Regions from separate parts of the Sus scrofa genome. Here region 2 is linked to region 1. A link is a contact called in public Hi-C data. All regions are on one chromosome and are shown on one strand. The core of a region is the stretch at or near the end of the contact, and the rest is flanking DNA. Distances in the headings are between cores, read along the strand shown.

What was found. A called contact is a pair of places that touch in the nucleus more often than the background predicts.
Region 2: a Hi-C map of embryonic fibroblasts shows a contact between it and region 1, with 2.9 times the contacts expected there. The contact joins two enhancer-like sites. A contact is called at or near these places in 27 of 47 Hi-C or Micro-C datasets (alveolar macrophages, blood, brain and 15 more) and 1 of 2 datasets of contacts at active chromatin or transcription factors (alveolar macrophages).

What each region holds. Positions count from the first base shown.
Region 1 is chr13:95,999,059-96,006,018 of Sscrofa11.1, reverse strand. It overlaps a transcript of KCNAB1 not described here. Among named protein-coding and RNA genes, the nearest start is that of KCNAB1, 98 kb to the left of the region's middle. Within about 2 kb of position 2,803, at least 7 of the 83 cell types and tissues checked have an H3K27ac peak or open chromatin away from gene starts, as enhancers often do. A contact at or near this core is called in embryonic fibroblasts, where this site is marked.
Region 2 is chr13:96,965,582-96,972,541 of Sscrofa11.1, reverse strand. No RefSeq gene overlaps it. Among named protein-coding and RNA genes, the nearest start is that of CCNL1, 35 kb to the left of the region's middle. Within about 2 kb of position 2,566, at least 52 of the 83 cell types and tissues checked have an H3K27ac peak or open chromatin away from gene starts, as enhancers often do. A contact at or near this core is called in embryonic fibroblasts, where this site is marked.

The sequences.
Region 1 (6,960 bases), core at 1,554-4,053:
AAGTTTGAAATTTGAAAATAATCTCACACTCATAATGCCATACATATATATGGGCATTATTTTTTAAACCACCATATTGTTTCTGTTTTTTAAACAGCCAGCCTGGGTTTTCATGTATTTCCTCGTGATTTGCTACTGTGTTGTAGTGTGACCTTGGCAATTCACCCAAACACTCAAAATGAATATTTTGAGTCCCTTAAAAGAATAGCCCATATTATTGCCAAGTTATGTATACATGATTTAAAATTTTTCTAGCACAACGATAAAAATAATATATTGATATTATTTATTTGGGGGTTACTGCCCCTCTAGTTCTACTACACAATTTGTTTATAGAGCCTTACATTACATTACTATTTGTTTTCAAATGCATCCTCTGCTCCCCTTTTTTTATGGAAGGCTAAAGCCTCCAGGGCCTTTGTATGTATTAGAACCTGAGTGGGGCCTCCCCAGTCTGTGGGACTGCAAGGCAGTAACTAATGTGCCACTTCATTTCTAGTTCCTCCCACATTATAACACTGAGAATGATTTTCATACTACCCTTAAAAGTAAAGCCCAGCATGTTTTTTTGCCATATTATACTTTCTCATGACTTCTACAATTTATCTTGGCACATTACCTCTACTTCAAGTAAGGCCAGTTTCCTTTCTCTTAAAATGTACTCATTATCACTGAACATCCACATGTGGGAAGAAACAGGGGAGGTAAACTCCAGGCAGAAGCCGGGCAATGCCCCTCCTCAGTTCCCAACATCACGACATGCTTTCTTTTGCACGAGAGCAAAACCTAGGAATCCCTTACCCCCACCCCCTTCAGGAATCATTCTGAGATCCAAAGGGAAGGAAAGGCCTTATGAGAACACAGTAAACAAGTCCCCAATTCAACAAGATTTGAAATGGTGTTAAAAGTGGGAATTGATGATTTGTGTTAGAAATTAAAACAAGGAGTGGTCAGAAGTACAAAAGGGAAGTAAAGCATAAATCTAAAAGTAAAGTTACTCTGCTACCAATTAAGCCAACTGTGCTCTTTTTCTCATGGGAACCCGGTGTGCAATGGCTGTCAACAGCAGATTCCTTGGTAGTATATGCAGCCTGCTGCTTGTGCAAGTTGCCCTAAGGGGCCTTGGAGACAGGCCTTTCCAGTGAACACCCAGTCTTACCTCATGGTGCCCTCAATCTAGGCTCCAGACAGGTATGTGGGGTACCTTTGGAAAGCCCCAGGGAACAGAGACCAGGTCTCACATTGGCCAGGTCATCACATCCATCCAAGCTGTAAAACAAGGAGCATGTGATTGAGGCTCTATACAAGGCCATGTTTAAGTTTCCTGGCCACCAGAAGATCTATATCTCCAGGAAGTGGGGGATTTACTAAGTTTAATACAGAAGAATTTGAGGATGTGGTGGCAGAAAAGACGACTGAGGGGTCAAATACATCCCTAATTGTGGCCCCCTGGACAAATGGTGGGTGCTGCAGTCATTAGGACCTTGGCACTGACCCCTCCTATACCCACCAATAAATTCTACTCTCCTGACAAAAAAAAAAAAAAGAGTAATGTTAAAGATTAATACAAGTGAAAACATTAAATATACCCAAACAATTGCTCAGAAGAGGAAAGCTTAATGCAACATAGACGATCTGTGGAAGGAGCTGTGATGTTTGTTAATAGAGTCAACTTCACGCAAGATTTTGTTAATTAGGAGCAGGAACTCAGGAGAAACACGCAGTTCCACTGACTGTGGCAATTGCTACCTCCTCAATCCCTTCTATTCTGTGTTTCTAAGCTCCACCTCTCCCTTCTGTTGAATCTCCAGGATGACACAGAACAAGACCTTTGGTGCAGGCTCGTAATCTGCACATACTGCTGACCTCACAGTACACACATCTGTGTCCACCAGGCACTAGCTAACCCGCCCATCTGTCTGTGCTCACAGCCCAGCTTACAGAACTTTTGTGTTACATTCACCTTTCTTCTTCTGAGCAACTGAACAACCCATAGACCAGGCATCATGCTAGATGCCAGGAAAACAAGGGGCACATGGGCCCCTCTCCAGATACCTTCAAATGTAGTGAGAGAGCTGGTCATGTATATAAATAATTACAAACAGAGGCACATGGGGAGGAACACAGGTGGAAAGTGATCAGTTCTCAAGAGAGCACCTCATTTGTGACCCCCAAAAATCCCTGCTTATATACAGAATGGTGTGAGGATCGAATGGGACACTGTATCTTTTTTTTTTTTTTTTTTTTTTTTTTTGCTTTTTAGAGCCACTCCTGTGTGGCATATGGAGATTCCCAGGCTAGGGGTCAAATCAGAGCTGTAGCCACCGGCCTATACCACAGCTACCGCAACACCAGATCCAAGCCGCATCTGCAACCCACACCACAGCTCACAGCAACGCTGGATCCTTAACCCACTGAGCAAGGCCAGGGATTGAACCCGCAACCTCATGGTTCCTAGTTGGATTCATTTCCACTGCGCCACAATGGGAACTATATCTGAAAAGTCTAATGCTCTTTTCTGGGGCACTCATCTTTATGTGTCCGGTCTTTCTTATCTGGTCTCGTCGAAACTCTAGTGTTCGGCAAAATGTCAGCAAACAAAGCAGGGCTAGAGGAAGCCATACTTCATATTTCACCAGTTTCCCAGATTAATTCACCATATTTAGATAACTGATTCTGAAAGGCAGTCCTCCCCACAGCCAATGGGTTAAGAATCAGTTAGACCTAAGAAGGAGAATATGTGGGACATTGCAGGCAAGCGGCCCAGCACTGACTTTTGTACATTAGTATGCGTCATCCAGCCCCTCAGTCATCCTGGGAGGCCAGGATAACAAGTGATGAATCACCTTGTAGATCATAAGGCTGTGTGCAGAGTAAATGCGTCTTTGTACTCTGACATCCATGCAATGTTTAGTCTTGATTTATTAATTCTGTACGATGGTTGTCATTGCTGCAAAAGGGTAATGAAATAACAAGATAAAGCTGATTTAAAAGTACTTCTTCATCTAAATGTCTACACTCAGCAAAAAGTCATGGCTGGGTTTGAACTGACAAGAATAAAGAAGTTCATGTTTCTCTTTTCCTAATTTTAGGGTTCAGCTGGTGCCAGAAATCTGCTCATCGTAGTAATTTAATCACCAGGGCCAAATAATCTTTCTCATTGACTTGAAAAATATCTGGATACATAAGGTAGCATAAATCAAAATGCCTTTTGGTGAGGCACATTCTGACACCTTCCCCATAACAGAGTTCTATTTACAAGTTACTAAATCAACCCCACTGCCGGATAGTAATTTGATACTTATTATTCATTATTCCTATACTCTCCCCCATGAGGTTGACATGATGGTTAACCAGAGCCCCCATGACCTGACTTGTCTCAAGGTAGGCAATTATGTAAAAAAAAAAAAATTTTTTAATGACATAGTTATTTTGAGACCCTGGAAAAAAATCCATAAAAGCAAAGTCAATCTTAAGGATTTTGAATTTGAGATTCCTGCCTGGAGTTGATATTTTAATGGAAGGCTACCCTGTTGGATGATGGAGATGTTCTGTATGTTCACCATCCAGTACAGTAGCCATTATCCTCATATGTATATTAAGTAGTTGACTGAGGCTAATGCCACCTAAGGAACTGAATTTTAATTTTAATTTAACTTAATGTCAATTAACTTTAACATATAGCCACATGTGACTAGTGGCTACCACATAGGATAGCACAGTATGAGTTCTGTTTTCAAATCCTACTGAATAAACCACATCTAGACTTAAATATTAAAAGCAGTTTTCCAAACTACATGAATATAATTCTTCTGCAATGGGTTATTAAGTTCAGGGCACCTAAGTTTTGTGAATCCCATAACTGATTTTGTAGACCGTGTAGCCTTGTTTTTCTGGTCTTATTTCTATCTTAAACCAGTGTCAGAGGGGATTTTAGCTTCTTTTGGTTAAGTTTGAAGCAGCTAATCAAATAAGGGAGATAAAGAGTTGTTTTATTAATTCGGAGCCAGCAAAGTAAGCAGACTTCCAGGCTGTTCCAAGATCAACCCGTACGTTTTTTAACCCAAAGGTGCAAGATGCTGTCTGGCAAACAGCTTCAATTTGAGTCACCAACAAGGTTGATCTGAAGAAACTTCACAGACACCACATGTCTACAAGGGATATTAGTGGCCACCTTATCCTTTTTAAGTAAAAGACTCCACGTCTTAATAACATCTGATTCTGAATTGCTGAAGACTCAGTTGAATGTTCAATGAAAATAAGACAACCATCTTCTCAGGATGGTCAGGAGGGATATGATTGAAGGCAGTTGATGGGAGGTTTTGCGTTTTTTTTGGTTTTTGGTTTTGGTTTTGTTTTGTTTTGTTTTGTTTGCTTTTTAGGGCCGCACCTGCAGCATGTGGAAGTTCACAAGCTAGGGGTCAAATCAGAGCTACAGCTGCTAGCCTACACCACAGCCACAGAAATGTGGGGATCCAAGCCCCGCTGCAAACTACACCACAATTCATGGCAACGCTAGATCGCTGCATCGCAGACCCACGCGCGGGGGGAGGCCAGGGATCTAATCCGCATCCTTATGGATACCAGTCAGATTTGTTTCCTCTGAGACACGAAGGGGAACTCCTGGGAGGTTTTGTTTGGAGACCTAGTTAGCCTTATTAGTGTCTAGCACAATGTTTTGCATGTAGCAGGTGGTAAAAATTATTAGCTGATTGATTGCATACTTGATAGACCTAAAATTGGAAGAAATAGATTTACATATTGCACAAAAATAAACAGCTATAGTATTATTACTATATGCACTTTTTTGTTTAAAAACACCCAGTATAAATAGAACCTAAATACACAATCTATTCAATTTGGCAATGTTTAAAAAACCATTTTATGATTTCAAGTGATAAAATCACTTCAGATGTGAGTTTTCTAAAGGCTTCTTTTATGTGCCCAACACTGAAAATCAAGTATCCCAAGTGCATCGTTCTAATATTGTTCTGAGGTTTTGTAAATTCTTAGAGTGTTTTCAATATTCAAATAAAAAAACTCAAAATCATGTCATAAATAAGTAAATTGTGTTAGTAGTGTCTTTTTAATACAGGCAAAGCACACAATTATTTTTACAGATAAAAATGGAAATACCTTGCCAGTAATTCTTCACTCATTTTATCTGTGCTTACGTATATAGACATTTTGTAGGTATTTAAGTCAAAGATGATTCATTTTAGAAGTGTGAAGCCACAATGCTTTGCTTCTGTGGACTAGCCTTCAGAGATTATGCAGAAACCCATATGTGAGTAGAATTAAAATATTTTCAAAAGGTATAGATGGCTATATTCATAAAGAATATAAGACAAAAAGTGAAATGATAGATCTAAAATCAGCATGAAATGAAGTTATGGGGGGTGAAACCTCCCTCTGACTGAAGCCTGGCACACCCACATTTGGAATTAAGAAGTCAGATAAAAACCTTCTTTTTCTTGATTATCAGCCCTTTGGGGAGGGTGGGCTGGGGGAGGGGGTTTGGAGTATGTGTGTGTGTGAACTAATCACTCCATCTTTCAGTCTGGTTACCAATAAAAGAGCCATTAAGAATAATATGACACATATGGAGTGCCTGTTGTGACTCAGCAAGTTAATAATCTGACTAGCATCCACAAGGATGCAGGTTCAAGTGCTGGTCTCACTCAGTGGGTTAGAGATTCAGCATTGCTGCAAGCTGTGGTATAGGTTACAGACACAGCCTGGATCCTGTGTAGCTGTGGCTGTGGCCCGCAGCTATAGCTCTGATTTGACCCCTAGCCTGGGAATTTCCATAAGCAAAAAAAAGAAAAAAAGAAAAGAGTAATATGATGCACAAGAGGCAAACTGGTAGTAGTAAAGGCATAGGGTTTTTATAGGAAGTAGAAGGTAGATGATGGGGGCCATGCGTTGATTCTAGGGATTTAGGAGCATTCCCAGGGCAGCCTGCACCCACCTGGCCTTCAATTCCTTGTTAAAGAGGAGACACAGGCCAGCTTTAGAAGAAAGTCTTGAGCTGCTTAAACGAAATGTATTGTGGTTACTCTGAGTTAATAAATTGTAGTGAAGAGATAATTGCCTCAGTCAAGAATGTAGTAGGGGTTGCTTTAAAGTCAGACAAGGGGGAAAAGATTTGATAGTTCAGTGGCTCTCTCTGAGGTTTCTTTTCATGTGAATGAGAATGGAGATGAGTTAAGCGACTCTGTGGAAGTATTTTGGAGAAGGGAGAGCCAGAGCAGCAGCTGTTGCGGAGCACTCCCCTTCTGCCTCCTTCCTGAGTCTGAGTGCCTACCTCAGGGCCTAATTAGAACAGTGAGCAGTTTCCCTTCTAGACACATGGAAATGAAAACCAGGCAGTGAGCAAGGCTATACTAGAATACACCCCCTCAATGAACCTCCCCAAATCGCTCACCTGCTGCTTTCTTCATCCCATTACGTGCCTTTATTGGTGGTGCCTTCAAGCCTTCTCACCTTGATCATTAAAATAGCTTTCTATCAGTTTCCTATGCACAGTTCTCTCAAAAAATGCCTTTTTAAGACGTAAATTTGATCTTTTTTTTTTTTTCTTTCTTTTTTTAGGGCTGTATCTGGAACATATGGAAGTTCCCAGGCTAGGAGCTGAATCAGAGCTGCAGCTGCAGGCCTACACCACAGCCACAGCAACATGGGATCCAAGCTGCATCTGTGACCTACATGGAAGCTTGGGACATTACTGTATCCTTAACCCACTAAGCGAGGCCAGGGATCGAATTCACATCCTCATGGATACTAATCAGGTTCTTAACCAGCTGAACCACAACAAGAATTCCCTATAAATTTGATCTTGTTATTTCTTAATGAGGAATGTTTTAACAGCTTTTCATGGCTAGTTCCTCCAATGATCTATTTCTTTCTTGCCTCTTAGCCTCTCTTCCAGTACTCTCCTCACCCAGAAGATTTGCCTGG
Region 2 (6,960 bases), core at 1,317-3,816, 970 kb before region 1:
AGAGACCCCTTTCTGGTGCTAAGAAACGCTCTCCGTTTGCCAGTGGTTGACTCAAGCCAGAGCAGGGCGGGGGCAGCCACTGCTTGGGTGTGGGCCTGGCTAACTTAGAATACAGAACAGCCCTATTTCCTCTCACCAGGCCCCCCAAGCTCCACCCACCACACACATGGCCACCCCTAGGAGCAACCTCTAATCCTCCAGGCACTAGAGCTGGGGTGGCAGGGGGGGGGGGTCGCTCCTCCTCCCTGATGGCTTCCCCGTTGCTTGGGCTCCTGGGAAGCTCTGCGGCCGACACCATGATGTAAAGGACAGTAGGCGTCAAAGCCCCCCCTCACAGTCCCTCACAAACTTGCAGCCAGTGGAGTGGTGGTCAGGCCCCAGGAAAACCATGGCATTTGCCACAGCCTTAGCCTGTGTGTGTGCATGTGCACACACACTTCTATTTCTAGCGCTCCCCTTTCCTCACTCCTGCCATGCACCTTGGCAAAACCTGTCCTGTCATTCATCTCTCAGAGACCGACCAAGCACCCACATGCGCAAGACAAACCTTTGCAGAGAGAGGCAGACGGTGGCTCCCTCCTCCCAAATCCAAGAGCCCAGGGAAGGAAAATAGTATTAACTGAGTTCGTGTTTCGTGTCAGAAACTTTAGATGTAGGACTTCTCTCAGTCTGGCCTCTCACCTGAGAGTAAGGCCTCGTTATTGCCATAAGAAGCAAGAGCAGGGACGCTGCCACCTGACTGCCTGAGTTCCAAGTCCAGCTTTGCTCCTGTGACCGTGGCTAGGTGACCTCACCCACATGCCTGCTTCATGGGGAAAATGGGACTCAGGCTATTGTGAGCTCGGAATGACAACGTACATAAAAAGTGCCTAGAGCAGCAGTGTCATGTCATCACATTCTATTAGCTTTATACGTTAAAGAAGAGGAGACAGAGGCCACAGATCGGGTGTTAAAGTGTGGTTCCTGGTGGGCTCCATGCTAATGCTCTCCCCAGTGTTCTTTTAAACATTGTGACGTGTCATTCCCCACCCCTCCCTCACCCCCAGGGATGGTTACAGTGGGCCTTGAAAGTGAGTTTTGGACTAGTGTATGGGAGAGAGTTTGGAGGACCAGAGCCATCTGAGTCTTGTTTGGGCCCTGAAATTGTATCCCTTGAGCTGGGTGCTGCCCGCTGTCGGCGGTGGGCTCTTTCCCCACCTGGGGGCAGGAAGGCCTTGCTGTTATGGGGATGGCTGGCGGCTGGCTCCCACCCCTCCTCTACTCAGAGGCTGGCAGAGACTGCAGGATTCTGACTCGAACCTCCTCACCCCCATCCCCATGCTAAAACCTGAGTTTTCCCTGAAAATATGGCAGAAGTTGAAATTTACACCCAAGCCCACCTGGCTCCAAAGCCCATTCACTCCATTCTTATCTTGGTCAGCTGCTAGACATCTGTGGCAGATAGACAGATGAGTCCACAGGGACTGACACAGTCAGGACTTGACCTTCGTGTGCCCGTGGAGGAAGGGAATGGGAGACTGGGACAAAGGCCAGTGCCTGGGCAGGCACCTGTACGCATAACCTCCGATCACTCAACTTAGAAATCCGACTGATGGGGAGATCATCCGCTCTTACCTAGAGTGCTACAAGGGACTCCCCTCAGTCTCAAGGAGAGACGTATCCAGGGTGTCTTGGGTCAGGCAAACTATGGTTTCAAGGGTTTCTGGAGCTTATATCATGCCCTGAGTCAATACTCTCCCAACTAGCTTTGTGATCTTGGCTAAATCTCTCAGCCTCTCTGAACTTCAGTTTACTAATATGTAAAGCTGAGCAACTAAAGCTGGGCAAATAATCCCTACTTAACAAGGGTTTCCAATGGCCAAGGGCTGCACCTCAGAGATGCTTATGGAATGTGAGTTTTCCTAGACTGTAAGAAGGCACATATGATCCCACTTGATTCCACCCCAGAGATGAAAGCTCTGGAAGAAAGTTTTCTGCACACTCACTCGGATGTTTGCACCTCCTGTGGGTAAAGATGCAGTCTTCACGTCACTTCACTGCACTGCGGGTATCAGAAGCCCTTCTCAGCAAACCCAGCACCTGTGACGGGTCATCAACTGCCTTCCTGGGTCTCCTAGGCCTCTGTGACATGGCTGCCCCCCGTCCCACCACCGTCAAACCCTCCATGCTTTTCAGTGTTGTGCACATTGGTTTCCTCAAAGCAAGACAAGACATGGTACCAAACTGACAACATTCTTCTCAATTCTGCCCATCATCTGGGCCCCGCTTAGGGGAAGGGAGAGGGTACGTGGAGCTGGAGGGGGGCCTGGAAGGAAGCCTCCAGAAGCCCAGGGACCTTTCATCCCAGATCCAATGCCAGGAAGCTGAGTCTCAAGGGAAGCTTCTCAGAGGCCTGGGAAGGCCTGAGAGAGGGTGTGAAGAACTATTAGGAATGTGCAAGGCTCTTCAGGAATCTCTGTCACATGAAAAGGAGAAAGGAAAGCAGTTAACCAGGTCAAAGGGCAGGAGTTTTCAGTTGATTATTCATCATGATTAGAGGATGACTGTTGACTAGATTACTAATTTCACAGGTATGGAGGGAAAAGCATTGTGGACTTTTTCTGCAGCATTTTCCTCCCAACCTTGTAGAGGGGTGTGTGTCATTCAACTCCCAGCACTCAAAGCAGTGAGGAGAGTGAGAATCTGAAGCCCCAATCCCTGGGTTCAAGCTAGGGTTTCCCTTTCACAAGCCTGTGACCTCTTAGACTCCAAATTCCTTGTCTGAAAACAGGGCCAGTTGCTCCCTGGGGGATGAGGTATGCAGCCTCTGAGGACACTTCTCATAAAGAGGGAAGCCAGAGGTTATTGGTCACTTGTTATCATTAGTGTGCAGGAGCCCCGGAGTTCCTGCTATGGTGCAATGGGATTGGCAGTGTCTCTGCAGCACTGGGACCCAGGTTCAATCCCTGGCCTGGCGCAGTGGGTTCAATATCCCAGGTAGGTTGCAGCTGTGACTAGGATCTGATCCTGGGCCCAGCACCTCCATATGCCACAGGGAGGCCAAAAAAGAAAAAGAAAAAAAAAAAAATTCAGGAGCCATAATGTCTCTCCAGGTCAACTAGTCCTGTCTCAATATTAGCAAAGAGAAAAGGAACTATTTCTCATGGTGTTTTGTACTCTTTGGGGATTTTAAAAGTTTTTTTAAAGGCTGAAGAAAAGCAGCCATATTGCTTTGGTTTCTCCATCTGTTCCTCCATCTTATCTCCATCATCTCGGGGCAAGTACCAGCCTTTTTGGTAAGGCCTTGACAAGAGGCCACCAGCAGGCCCCAGGCAGGCCTCCCCGCAGGCTTGGAGGAGCAGCCAGCAGCCGGCTAGCGGCCTGAGGAAGGGGGAGCTGGGACATGCCTTCCTCCTTGGGTCCAGGGCTGTGTTGGGCACTTTTGCCTTCATGGGTGACTTCCTCCATTAATAAATATTTTTAAATATATTTTATGAATGCACTGGTATAAAAATAGATAAAATCCAGGCTGGGCTCTCTCTCTATATATATATACATATATGTATATATATATATATATATTCATACTCATCCTTAGTAATTTTTCTGATATTTTTAAGAGAATTGAAATTTAACTGGAAGTGAATTATGAGGACTCGATTTTGCCACTAGGGGGCAGCACAAGCCCACTAGGTGTTTACTGGAACTAGTGTGGCAGGGTTCAGGGTAAACGGTGGGCAAGGACCAAGCAACGACTCCCACTGCTGACTCACAAAGGCCCTTTGCTTCTCCCAGCGTTTCCTCGGAGAGGGTTGTGTTAGCGGCCTCTCTACCTCAGCCCCAGGAAGTACGCAGGCAGGACGGGGGCTCTTGCCCCCTCTTGGGGCACAGAGTCTCCCCTGGGAGGTGTGGGTCATGCGGGGTCACACGGTGGCGGAGTGGGACCAACCAGAATTTCCTGGCTCCTCCTGCAACACTCCTCCTCTGAGCCGGTGCGCTGGATGCTCCGAAGACCTATGACATTGCCAATGTTGGCGGCCCAGCCCCTGCCGTGTCCATGTCCCAACACTCACTGGGGAGCTGTAGGCCCCCGTGGATTGGGCCTGGGCCCTGCCCACGCCGTGCCTTTGTTCCCTCCCTCTGCCGAACCCCCAGAGCCTCGAAGGGGGAGTTGTTCACTCTGCTCCCCCAGAACTGAGCTGGGACATCAAAGGCACGCAAAAGGCATTCGCTGGGCATGGGGTACGGGACGAACAAGGTGCAGCAAGCGGCTGGGGGTCTGGGCCAGGAAGTACCACAAAAAAAGGAAAGACCAGAAACAAAACCAAACAGAAAGCCAGGCAGGAGATGATAAGGTCTCCAGGCAGCGTTTCTACCTCCTGGGAGGGGGGAGGGGGGACACCCAGCACGTGGCCGGCGGAACAATAGGCCTTTCTGTGCTCTGCAGCTGAGTATACACCCTGGAGGAGGGGAGACCCTCCCCAGGAGGCCCCGTGTGCCCCCAACGCTGTGGGAAGCTAGTTTACAGCACCCAGTTTGTGTGGTTTCCTTCTGAAGAGGTGAGGGTGGTGCTCAAATTCGTGAGATAAATAAGCGCTCTTTGCTGGATGAGTAGAAAAAGATTTTTTTTTTTTTTTAAAGGGGACACAAGACACCAGCTGACTCTGAAATGGATGAGGCAGAAGGCAACTCTGTTCTCTTTCAGAGAGCACCTGTATAGTTCAAAGTGTCCAAGAAAGTTCTGGAACTTTGGCAAACTGGCTGGGCTTGAGGCAGGGGTACAAGGCCTTATACCTAGGCCCTGGAGAGGTGGGTGGGGCCCTGGATGTCCCAGAGCTTCCAGGGACAGAGGTGACATCCACCCACTGAGTAGCGCCCGCCCTCAGGGTTACTACACAGCAGAAGTTTCTCCCCTCTCACCCTGGTGCTGGTCTGGTTAGGCAGGCCCAACTAGGAAGGAGGAATGAAAGGCTTGTCACTGGGGTGAAGAGTAAGTCACAGTTCGGTTTCCGACCTCCACAGTGACCCCCAAGGGATTGGCGCACAGAGGCAACCATCTAGTCTAGACTGGGTGGGACAAGCGGGACTGAGAAATCTGCACAGGAAAGGAAAGGGGCCCTGAGCAGAGTGCTGGGCATTCCTGAGGCTGTGGATCAGCACCTTCCTGGCAGGGGGACAGACACTGCCGACGAGAGCCACAGGAAAAGCTAATCCAAGGAAGGCATAGCCATGGTTTTCTTTAAGCTGAGCCAGACCCACCATATTCAGAAATTCTATGAGAGAGGATGACTGACTTCCAGAACCAAAGAGGACTTTCAGGAGGATCGCCTCAGAGCCCTTCGTATTGCCGCTGGAAAGGACTTTGGAGGAAATATTGTTAAACCTCCATGTGGCCCACAGGGATGGTGTGACTGCCAAATGCCCCACAGCAGCTCAGAGGACAGGAACAGCAAGCCCTGGTTTCTCGGTCTATGGCCCAGAGCTCTTGCTGATAGGTGGCACTACCTTGGGAAAGGAAGGAATAGGTGGCCCAGAGCAGTCTTGACAACCTGGGGTGTCTCTCTGAGGCTCATGGGGCTGAGGGTACAAAGTGAACCTAATTTTAAGGGCCAGACCAGAGAGGGAAGGAAGCCACCAAAACAGTGTGATTCATCGGAGTAACTGGAGAGTCTAAACCCAAGACAGCTCCATGTCACGTGACAGGGAAGGATGTCCAGTGTCCTGAGAACTGCGATCCTAAGAGCCTGAGGCTCCAGGGAGGTCGGAAGGGGTCTGTGTGCCCACGTGAGAGGAGCAGGCCCAGCAGGTCCAGGTGCTTCCCTGGACCCCTCGGGTAGCTCTGAGTCAGCAGCCATTTCTGAGATTGGCACCATCACCCAGGGCCTTTAATGGTGACTCAGCAGAGAGGGCTAGAACAATGCATTGTCTTCCCCTGGAGAGGCCTCTCAGCCACAGACACCCACCTGTGCCTCCTGGGTCCCTCTTCTGCCTTTGGGAAAGCAGAGGGCCACCTGCTCCCTCCCTGGCTCCCACCACATGGGCTGGTAGAGCCTCCCCAGGGTGGGGCCATAGGACCCGCCAACGGCACGGGAACAACATCAGTTTGGTTTCTTAAGCAACCAGATTTCTTCAAATGCTTATTTTTCCAAAGAGATGAGGAACATAGGGTTTAGATTTGGAAGACACCTTAGAGAACAGCCAATTCTAAAATTTCACAGATGAAGAAACTGAAGTATGGATGGATTATATGTTTTCCTAAGATTACACAGAGCTTTCTTCCTTGAGGCCACTGTCTTGCTTGGCTAACCAGCAGGCAAAGGTGAAGGGTCCTCTGAGAGACAGACCACAGCTCAGGGACCTGGGTCAGCGCTGTGCCAGGCAGAACACTGCCCCCTGCCCCACCAGATGTCCATCCTCTAATCCTGGAAACTGTGAATACATCACTTTACACAGTAGGGGTTGAATTGGAGCTATAGCCACCAGCCTATGCCCCAGCCACAACAATGCCAGATCCAAACCATGTCTGCGGCCACAGCTCATGGCAATGTCGGATCCTTAACCCACTGAACCAGGCCAGGGATCGAACCTGCATCCTCATGGATTCTAGTCAGTTCGTTTCTGCTGAGCCGCTATGGGAACTCCTCCAAGATTAAAGATCTTGAGATGAAAGATCATTCTGGATTATCTGGGTGATAATCCTACAGACACAAGGATCCTTAGCAGTGAAAGAGGGAGGCAGGAGAGGCAGAGTCAGAGAGACTGGAAGACGCTCTGCTGCTGGCTTTGAACGTGGGGGAGGGGCTCTGCTCCAAGGGGTGCAGCCTCTAGAAGCTGGTAAAGTAAGGAAAGAGATTCCTCCTGGCACCTCCAGAAGGAATCAGCCCTGCCCACAACCTAACTAGCCCAGTGAAACCCATTTCAGATCTCTGACCTGTAGAGCTGTAAAATAATAAATTTGTGTCACTCTAGGCCACTCAGTTT